3 separate regions of the Danio rerio genome follow, and regions 2 and 3 are each linked to region 1. The links are chromatin contacts, called in public HiChIP or PLAC-seq and Micro-C maps. All regions are on one chromosome and are shown on one strand. The core of a region is the stretch at or near the end of the contact, and the rest is flanking DNA. Distances in the headings are between cores, read along the strand shown. Region 1 holds the start of si:ch211-15p9.2. Region 2 holds the start of zc3h11a (zinc finger CCCH-type containing 11A). Region 3 holds the start of trib3 (tribbles pseudokinase 3).

Region 1 (2,563 bases), core at 40-2,539:
ACCTCAATGTATGTTTGTGAGCATTACAAGTTATTATGTACTATATGGTGAATAAATGCAGATGTGCAAGAAAGTTAACGTTAGGATTTTATTTACATTCAAGTGTGCTAATATACATGCTAGCAAAGGCTCCAAATACACATGCTAAATTCTGCGACGTCACTGTTAATTCTCTACATTAGAAATCGAAATGTAATAAAACTGTAACTGTTACCTTTCTGCTTTTGCACAGTGTTGGCAGCGCTTTGAGCGAAGTTTAGTCGAGGGCTGTTGGAGATCCCACACATGGAGCCCAGAAGTTTTCTCGATATAGTCCTGTTCATCATGTTTAGCGGTTAAAGTGTTCACAACACAAACAGTGGCGGTTATATCAAATCTATTTTATTCGTTTACAAACAAGCCCGTCAGATAAATAACTATTTTTGGGGCAACTTCAGAAACGACAACATGCCCACTTTCGCCAGTGAACAGTATGTCATCTGCCCTCATAACACTCGGCAATGCTTACAAAAGTGGGGCGGGACATCTAAAACTGCTGTTCTTATTGGTCAGCTGTCTCTGCTGTAGGTGGGCGTTTATGAGGTTTTAGGGAGTCTATTGGATGGAAACGAAACCTGTGCTGTTTCTTCAACCGGAAGTTGTGAATAAGGACCAATGAAGTGATTTATCTGTTTGCCTACAGTTCCTCTGTCCTTGGCAATGTTTATGTCAGGTTTATGTAATTTATATCCACTGCATTTTATAGAAATCAGCATTGTTTTATTAAAGTCAGCTTTAGTGTTAAGTGTCGTATCTCTCGCCTGATTTATTTAAAAAGTGCGGTTTAAATATGTTTAAAAGTGGTGCTATTATAATGAAACTTTAATTTGAAGTAAAAGTGTAATTTCACCAGCATTTTAAAATAAGAAATTAAAAAAGAAAAGAAAATTATGGCATATAAAAAAGGTTGATGAAAAAAAAGTATTTTTTTTATTATTAAAATGTATTGTATTTGTATAATTTTGTATAAACCATAACCACAAATGAACTAATTTTGCCACACAAACTATTGTTTAAGTAATGTATTGTAGTAAAATAATAATAATAACAACAACAAAAGGTAATCCAGTTACTAAAAAAAATACATAATAAAATTAGAAGTTGTTTTTAAGGACTGATAAATGATACACAAGATCTTAATTTCGACTTACGTCATTTCTGGCACGAGCAGCAAAAGAACTGCGAGTGCACGGGGTCGGCGCGCTCCCGCTGTTGACAATATGAATAGCGAGGACTTTGTACTTTCTCATTTCTTGAAATTCAGATTAAAACAACGTGTGAGGATGAGGAAGTAGGCCTATGAAATATATACAATCCGGAAGAATATATATTTATTCTAACACACGTAAAGGTATCCAGTTCCATTTATATCTCTATATTTGTATTTGATGTTAAGAACTGAACAGCTGCACCTCCATTTAATAATACTGTAGTCGGCTTGTACTTTGTGGCTAAACTGTTCTGATTTAGTCACTGACATGTATATATTCAGTATCATTTTTTTTAAACAGTAGCCTAAATTTAGAGTGCTTACATTAATTTGTACATTTACAGGTGCAGCTCCATCCAAAACGTAAATGTCTCCAACTTCATTGAAGCACCTCAGACATCAGATGTCACTACAAAGATGGAGAGCAGCAACAGACGCCTGTTTGACTCTGAACAGAGGTCAGTTCCACACAAAATCTACAATCTACAAGCCAGTCTGTGAAAATCCACTAATAATCAAAAACTCCAGAAGAAAATACAGCGTCAAGGCAAATCAGATGTCACTCTCACAAATAAACCACACTTTAAAGGCCAGTGAATACAGTTTAAAAGTAAATGCTTATAATGGGTGTGTAAAAGGGTTTGACAGCAATATATTACCATCAAACTCTCCAAGCGAAGACAGACGGAGTGCTGCAACATGTCTACAGAGCCGTGGTATGCTCTTCGGGGTCTTCGATGGTCATGCAGGGTCTGCTTGTGCACAAGCTGTTAGTGAACGCCTGTTTTACTACATAGCCTTGTCTTTGCTTCCATTGAGGACTTTAATGGAGATAGAGGCGGCTGTGGAGAGTGAACGGCCTGTGCTTCCAGTGCTACAGTGGCACAAACATCCCAATGACTACCAGAGCACAGATTCTGGCAAACTTTACTTCAGTAGTCTGAGGACATACTGGCAGGAGAGAATAGATCTTCAAGAGAATGAGGATTGTGATACACAAGGAGCTTTTAGAAATGCTTTCAAGAGATTGGATAATGATATTTCTTTGGAGGCCCAAGTGGATATTGGGGTTCCTTTAGCTCATTTCACCCCTCTAAGAGTGGCTCTGTCTGGATGTACAGCTTGTGTGGCTTATGTGGATCAAGATGATCTTTATATTGCCAATCTTGGTGATAGTAGAGCAGTTCTCGGGGTCCAACAGGGTGATGGGAAGTGGTCAGCTTTTACCATTACAAATGACCACAATGCCCAAAACCCAAATGAGATGAAACGTGTTCTGTCAGAGCATCCAGCTTGTGAGCAGAAGACAGTGGT
Region 2 (2,563 bases), core at 48-2,547, 320 kb after region 1:
AGGTGATTGGGTTTGGGGGAGTTTAAAAAATTCTTGAACTAGATGAAGTCAAAAAGGGGCAAAACATGTATATCTGGATATCTTGGAGATGTTGAAATGGGTAAAAAAGGAACAATATCTTCTACGTCACTGGAAGCCGGGTGGAAAAATTAAAATGGGGTAAACAGGAACTTTAAAAAAAAGCCCAATAAGAGGGAAAAAAAAAACAATGGAGAGATTTTTAATACAAAAAGGCAGCAATCTTCAGGAAAGCTAACTCATTATCCAACTCCAGCAATCCTCTGGAATGAGGGACAAGATCTTGAATAACCTACATTTCAAAAAGGAGACAAAAACACTCCCCATGTGCTGAAAAGTTGGTTATTTAAATAAGGACAGAGACACAATATGCATTATTACACGGAAAACATGGCAGACAGAACATGTGTTAGGGTTTACATAACACGTAAAGACAACAATGGATTTCTGTAACAACAATGTCGTGTTTCAACACGATTTTGTTCTTGGTGTGGTGATCCAAACATAGTAAACAGTATTAATCACGTTTTAAAGTTAGTATCAAATTCAGCATTTTGACGATTTTGTGTCCGCGAATGTAACGTTAAGGTGCAGTTTACAAAATCTGCATTTGTAAAATGTAAAGGTTTAAAGCACATTTTTACAGATGAACAAAAAGCAAATATCACCACGATCATAAATCAAAGCCGAAGCAAAAACGTTTTGAATGTAATAAGAGTCAATAATTATATTCCCATAGCTGTATTACATTACCGTAATCTTCGAAATCCACTAACGTTACTCAAATGATTGTCGCGTTATGCAAGATTGTCGAGTTAGGCCGTGGTGTCATTGTTTTATTTGACTCGATTTACTATGCAAATCTTCATATGAAAAACACAGACAAACAACGTGTAAAGACCAAATGAGTATATTTTAAATCCAATAGCTGTTTAGCGTTACGTGACAAACAACACGGTAGCTTATTCTACGGCTTAGCATAGCATGTTGCTAACTTCGAGTAAGTTAGCATTCTAACTTTAACACAACTAACAGTTACTAGACTGTACTAAAATATGTTGAATGATAAATAAATAAAATGTTTAATAACATTTACTTTAAATTAATCTAGCACAATTACCAGTTTATACCGAGTGGAATTAAGTATGTTCGGGTTGATGCACGTAGGCTCTCCAGTACAGGACTTTTCTCTTCTCGGTTTACAGACGGTACAGACGAATAAAATGGCGCCCGCGCTGCCCAGCAGGAAAGTGCTTACACAAATGACTGTAAACGTCAGTGTGACGGCGAGACTCGTTAAAGGGACAGTTCACCACTTAAATCACACCCTTCTCAATTAAATGGGTACAGACAGGTTGGACTTACTTTTAATTGTTTAAATAACAACTCAGAAATTTTGGTCCAGTCTTAAGTTTATGTTAGCTTAACAACAGTGTCAATCATGTGCTTGACATGTTAATCAGATGATGCTGTAGCTCTTCTACCTCAATGTCTTGTGTTCAGATGCTCTACTGCAGTGGTTCTCAAACTTTTTTCATCAAGTACCACCATGAGCAATATTGAAATACTGTAGCGTAGTAAGCCCAGTAAAGCAGCTACAGTACAGCTCTGCACAGTTCAAAAACGTGGCAGATTAAATTCTATTAATTAGAATATTTATTATTGTCAGCCACTTTAAACATTATAAAGAGTCTGAACGTTATCACTGTGCTGTATCTAAAAAAAAACACTAAAAACGTCAACATTTTTATTAAAATGTGCTTTTAAAAGTTAAAAATGGTAGGTTACTGTTCTTAAAAAGTATAAAGAAAAGTGCTGTACTTAAATGTAAAGTGTTAACATATAGGAGCCAATTCTTCAACACCTGGAAATCTTGTCTGGACCTCAGAAATACAGGCTATATGTCATATAATAAATATTATATGTAATATTTATATATAAATCATTTCTGATATATGTTGATAAATATGTAGCATGTACATTTGACATATTTGATTCCTCCGCGTACCACTAGATGCGCACCACTAGTGGTACAAGCACCACAGTTTGATAACCACTGCTCTACTGCAAATGCTTGCTTATAAGAATTTATTTGTCCTTCTATTAGCACAAACCTCCTCTGACCTCTGGCATTAATAATACATTTCCTTCAAGCAATTGCCACAGTTATTTTATTTTTTGACCATTCCCTGTAAACCATTGAGATGATACACATGAAAAAATCTCAGTAGATCAGCACTTTCTCAAATATTGACGCTGACACACAACCATGCCACCATGTTTAAAGTCACTTTCTGATACTCAGTTTGAAATTTAACAGAATCTTTTGACAATGTCCACATGCCTAAATCCACTGATTAGTTATTAGATATACTGATACTGATATTAGATATTTGAGTTAAGAATAATACAAACAAAATAAATACAATATAAAATAATTTAAACAGACAAACAAACACAAGAATAGTGTTACATGGGGCATTTTACATATGGGTAAAACAAACAAAGACTCAGATGCTGTCAGATTAACTACTAACAAATTTAG
Region 3 (2,563 bases), core at 35-2,534, 300 kb after region 1:
TCTCAATTTGACATCAATATAACATCTATTAGCCCATCTTTCCAATGAGGTATATGTTTCTCTTTATCAGACATCTACCTGCATGTCAGCCTGACAAACACTTGATGTGTAACACCACCATTGGTATTGAGTCATACACAGGGGTGGGGCATTAATCTTCACAACGGCTAAAAAAGGACAAACATAACGTTTAAACAGCAACATAACACGGGTTACCCTTTCACGAACACATTACCACATTATTTCCTTCGTTATGTTCCCTAGCTCGCTGTTCAATTTCAATCTATCAACAGCACATGTGTGCACAAAATACTCGGTGCTTTTCCACAGAGTCGAGCTTTTATGGTCAGTTCGGCGTGTTTACTGTTTAAAACCGGCTAAAACCTCTCCATTAAACGCCACGCTTTGTGTTCGCAATCCTCCCCTAGCAAACTTCAACAGTAGTGCATACTATTGCGAAGCTCTGTACTCGATGTCGTCAGACCAGAGGGGGCGGAGTCAGGATGTCGCAATCTTACTAAGAACAGCATCATCGAGTCAGGCTGGTGTAACACACTGAGCATATTAGACGTGCCCAGCCGAATTGAGACTTTACAGTCGGACGTTCAGGCTGAGGGGCCACGTCTGATTTGTGATCTCATCACTAAAGGGACCTTTATTTCGGCATCAATCAAAAAGACCAACTACAGGATTACTTTTCCATTTGTGGCTGTCACCAAAACGGACGCGTCCTCTAGTTATAACTTTCTTCAGACTATTCCTTGTTTGTTTTGTCGTATGGCTAAACTTACAGTTAACTGCGTTTAAGAACGTCGTATCAAGTTTTATTAACCCGAAACTCATCGCGAATGATCTCCAACTCCATCCGACCACAGAGCGACGTTTCACCATCAGCAAGAGCCAGGGAAATATTGTCCATGCAGGACGCGTTCATTCAGCGGGAATAAGGAACAAAGACATCCGTGCCAACAACTGAAGAGCTCTTGGGGTTGCCGCCAGACTCACAAGTATCAATTTGCTCAACTCACAAGACAAAGAAGAAGACATAATAACAACGAAAAGAAGCTAAACGTGCACGAATATCTTGCAAAACGCAGTAAACGTGGATTCTTTACAAATCGCGTGTCCTTTCAAACTGACTCATATTTATTCTCCTTTCACTGGGGACGACTTTTCGGTCTTATGCAAAAAATCTTATTAACTACAGCTGAAAGTTTTCAAGTGCTCCTTTCATAATACTTAATGTTTTTTTTTCCGCCGGTGGAAATGTTCTCTGACAAGTAGACACAACTAAGTGCGCCTGTAGTTTTCATTGTTCTGTTTTGGAGAGGAGCGGGTCCTTTGTCTAAAGCAGCGAGGTAAGTCACTCCTGTGAACCTTCAAACGTCACATTAATAACTGTAAATCACGACTTGGTGCTTCCAACCAAGATTTGAGTCAATTAATGATCAACTTTCCCATTTAAAACATTATTAAGAAAGACTTTGTGTGGTTGAAGATTATATAAAAAAAGTAGCGTTGAGCTGAACTTTGTGAACTTGCACTTCACACAATAACATTAAGTCTTTTAAAAGTATTTACACTTATTTGTAATTTGGAGAACAAATATTTGTATGATGTAACCTATTGGTTTACACATACGCTGATAAATGCTGGCTTTGGAATTTTAGGTTCGAGTCCGACGTGACCTGGTTCAAGTTACATTTGACCTCACACATGCTTTTGTTTACTTAGTGTATTCTTATGAATTCTGACACAATGTTTTAATAGCCTACATAAATAAACTTTGTTTAAACAATACTGAAGTGGAAGAAACTTGGCTACGTCATTTTATGACGTACGCTTGAATGTGTAATAACTTAAACACTGTATGAGTCACAGGCGCCGAGCAACATTTCGAACGGAACTTGAGTCAGTATGATCAAGCAGCACTCCTCATCACATAGTCATTCAGCAGTTTTAAATTACCTCCTTTCATTACACAACATTAATGAACCTCCCGTTCTTGTTTAGTTAGTTAGTTTGTTTGAGATAATGTCCCACGGTTACTCAGTGTTCAAGTGTGGTGCAACACTCAAAAGTACTCAGTTTGGCATTTTTTTTCATGTCACCTTTGTGAATGGACTCGTGTTTATTGGTTTCTAAAAAGAATAGTTCACTTAAAAGTCTGAAGTTTGTAATCATTTATTAATATTTCATTGTTTTTATATATGAATGAGCTTATCTCTTGTGTTATATCTTGTATTTTGAAGAAAGATGAAAACCTGTAACCTTCATAGTATTTTTCCTGCTGTGGAAGTCAATGGTTGCATTTGTTCAGCTTTGTTCAAAAATCCTCTTGTTTTTGTTACACAAGAAAGAAACTCAGAAAGATTTGAAGTTACTTAAAGGTGAAAACATTTTTTAAGTTGACTATCTGATTAAGCAAAGGCTTTTCAAATTGGGGTCCAGGAACATTCTGGGCCAACAGGGTGCTTCTTGCTCTGGGCATGTGTTCAGAGCATAAAAGTTGTAAAATAAATAAATAAATATATGAAGAGTTCAGATGCAAAAACCTCTAATT

What was found. Hi-C and Micro-C count contacts between places; a contact is called where the count stands out from the background. HiChIP or PLAC-seq counts read pairs in DNA pulled down with a chosen protein or histone mark.
Region 2: a contact with region 1 is called in a Micro-C map of caudal fin, with 4 times the contacts expected there. The contact joins the promoter of zc3h11a here to the promoter of si:ch211-15p9.2 in region 1. A contact is called at or near these places in 3 of 18 Hi-C or Micro-C datasets (caudal fin, embryo and hematopoietic stem cells) and 1 of 4 datasets of contacts at active chromatin or transcription factors (embryo).
Region 3: an H3K4me3 HiChIP or PLAC-seq map of gastrula embryo shows a contact between it and region 1, with 5 times the contacts expected there. The contact joins the promoter of trib3 here to the promoter of si:ch211-15p9.2 in region 1. A contact is called at or near these places in 4 of 18 Hi-C or Micro-C datasets (caudal fin, embryo, hematopoietic stem cells and 1 more) and 2 of 4 datasets of contacts at active chromatin or transcription factors (embryo and gastrula embryo).

Annotation. Positions count from the first base shown.
Region 1 is chr11:26,403,787-26,406,349 of GRCz12tu, reverse strand. It overlaps si:ch211-15p9.2, which reads left to right and starts at 1,289. Exons shown (of 2, transcript NM_001044990.2): 1 at 1,289-1,390; 2 at 1,594-2,563. The coding sequence starts at 1,617. It overlaps nfs1 (NFS1 cysteine desulfurase), which reads right to left and starts at 505. Exons shown (of 13, transcript NM_001044993.1): 1 at 215-505. The coding sequence starts at 326.
Region 2 is chr11:26,080,713-26,083,275 of GRCz12tu, reverse strand. zc3h11a (zinc finger CCCH-type containing 11A) reads right to left here and starts at 1,297. Exons shown (of 17, transcript NM_199686.2): 1 at 1,139-1,297. ovgp1 (oviductal glycoprotein 1) reads right to left here. Exons shown (of 17, transcript XM_073916736.1): 17 at 916-2,563. It also overlaps a transcript of chia.3 not described here.
Region 3 is chr11:26,108,217-26,110,779 of GRCz12tu, reverse strand. It overlaps trib3 (tribbles pseudokinase 3), which reads left to right and starts at 1,284. Exons shown (of 4, transcript NM_212869.1): 1 at 1,284-1,358. It also overlaps a transcript of pnp4a not described here.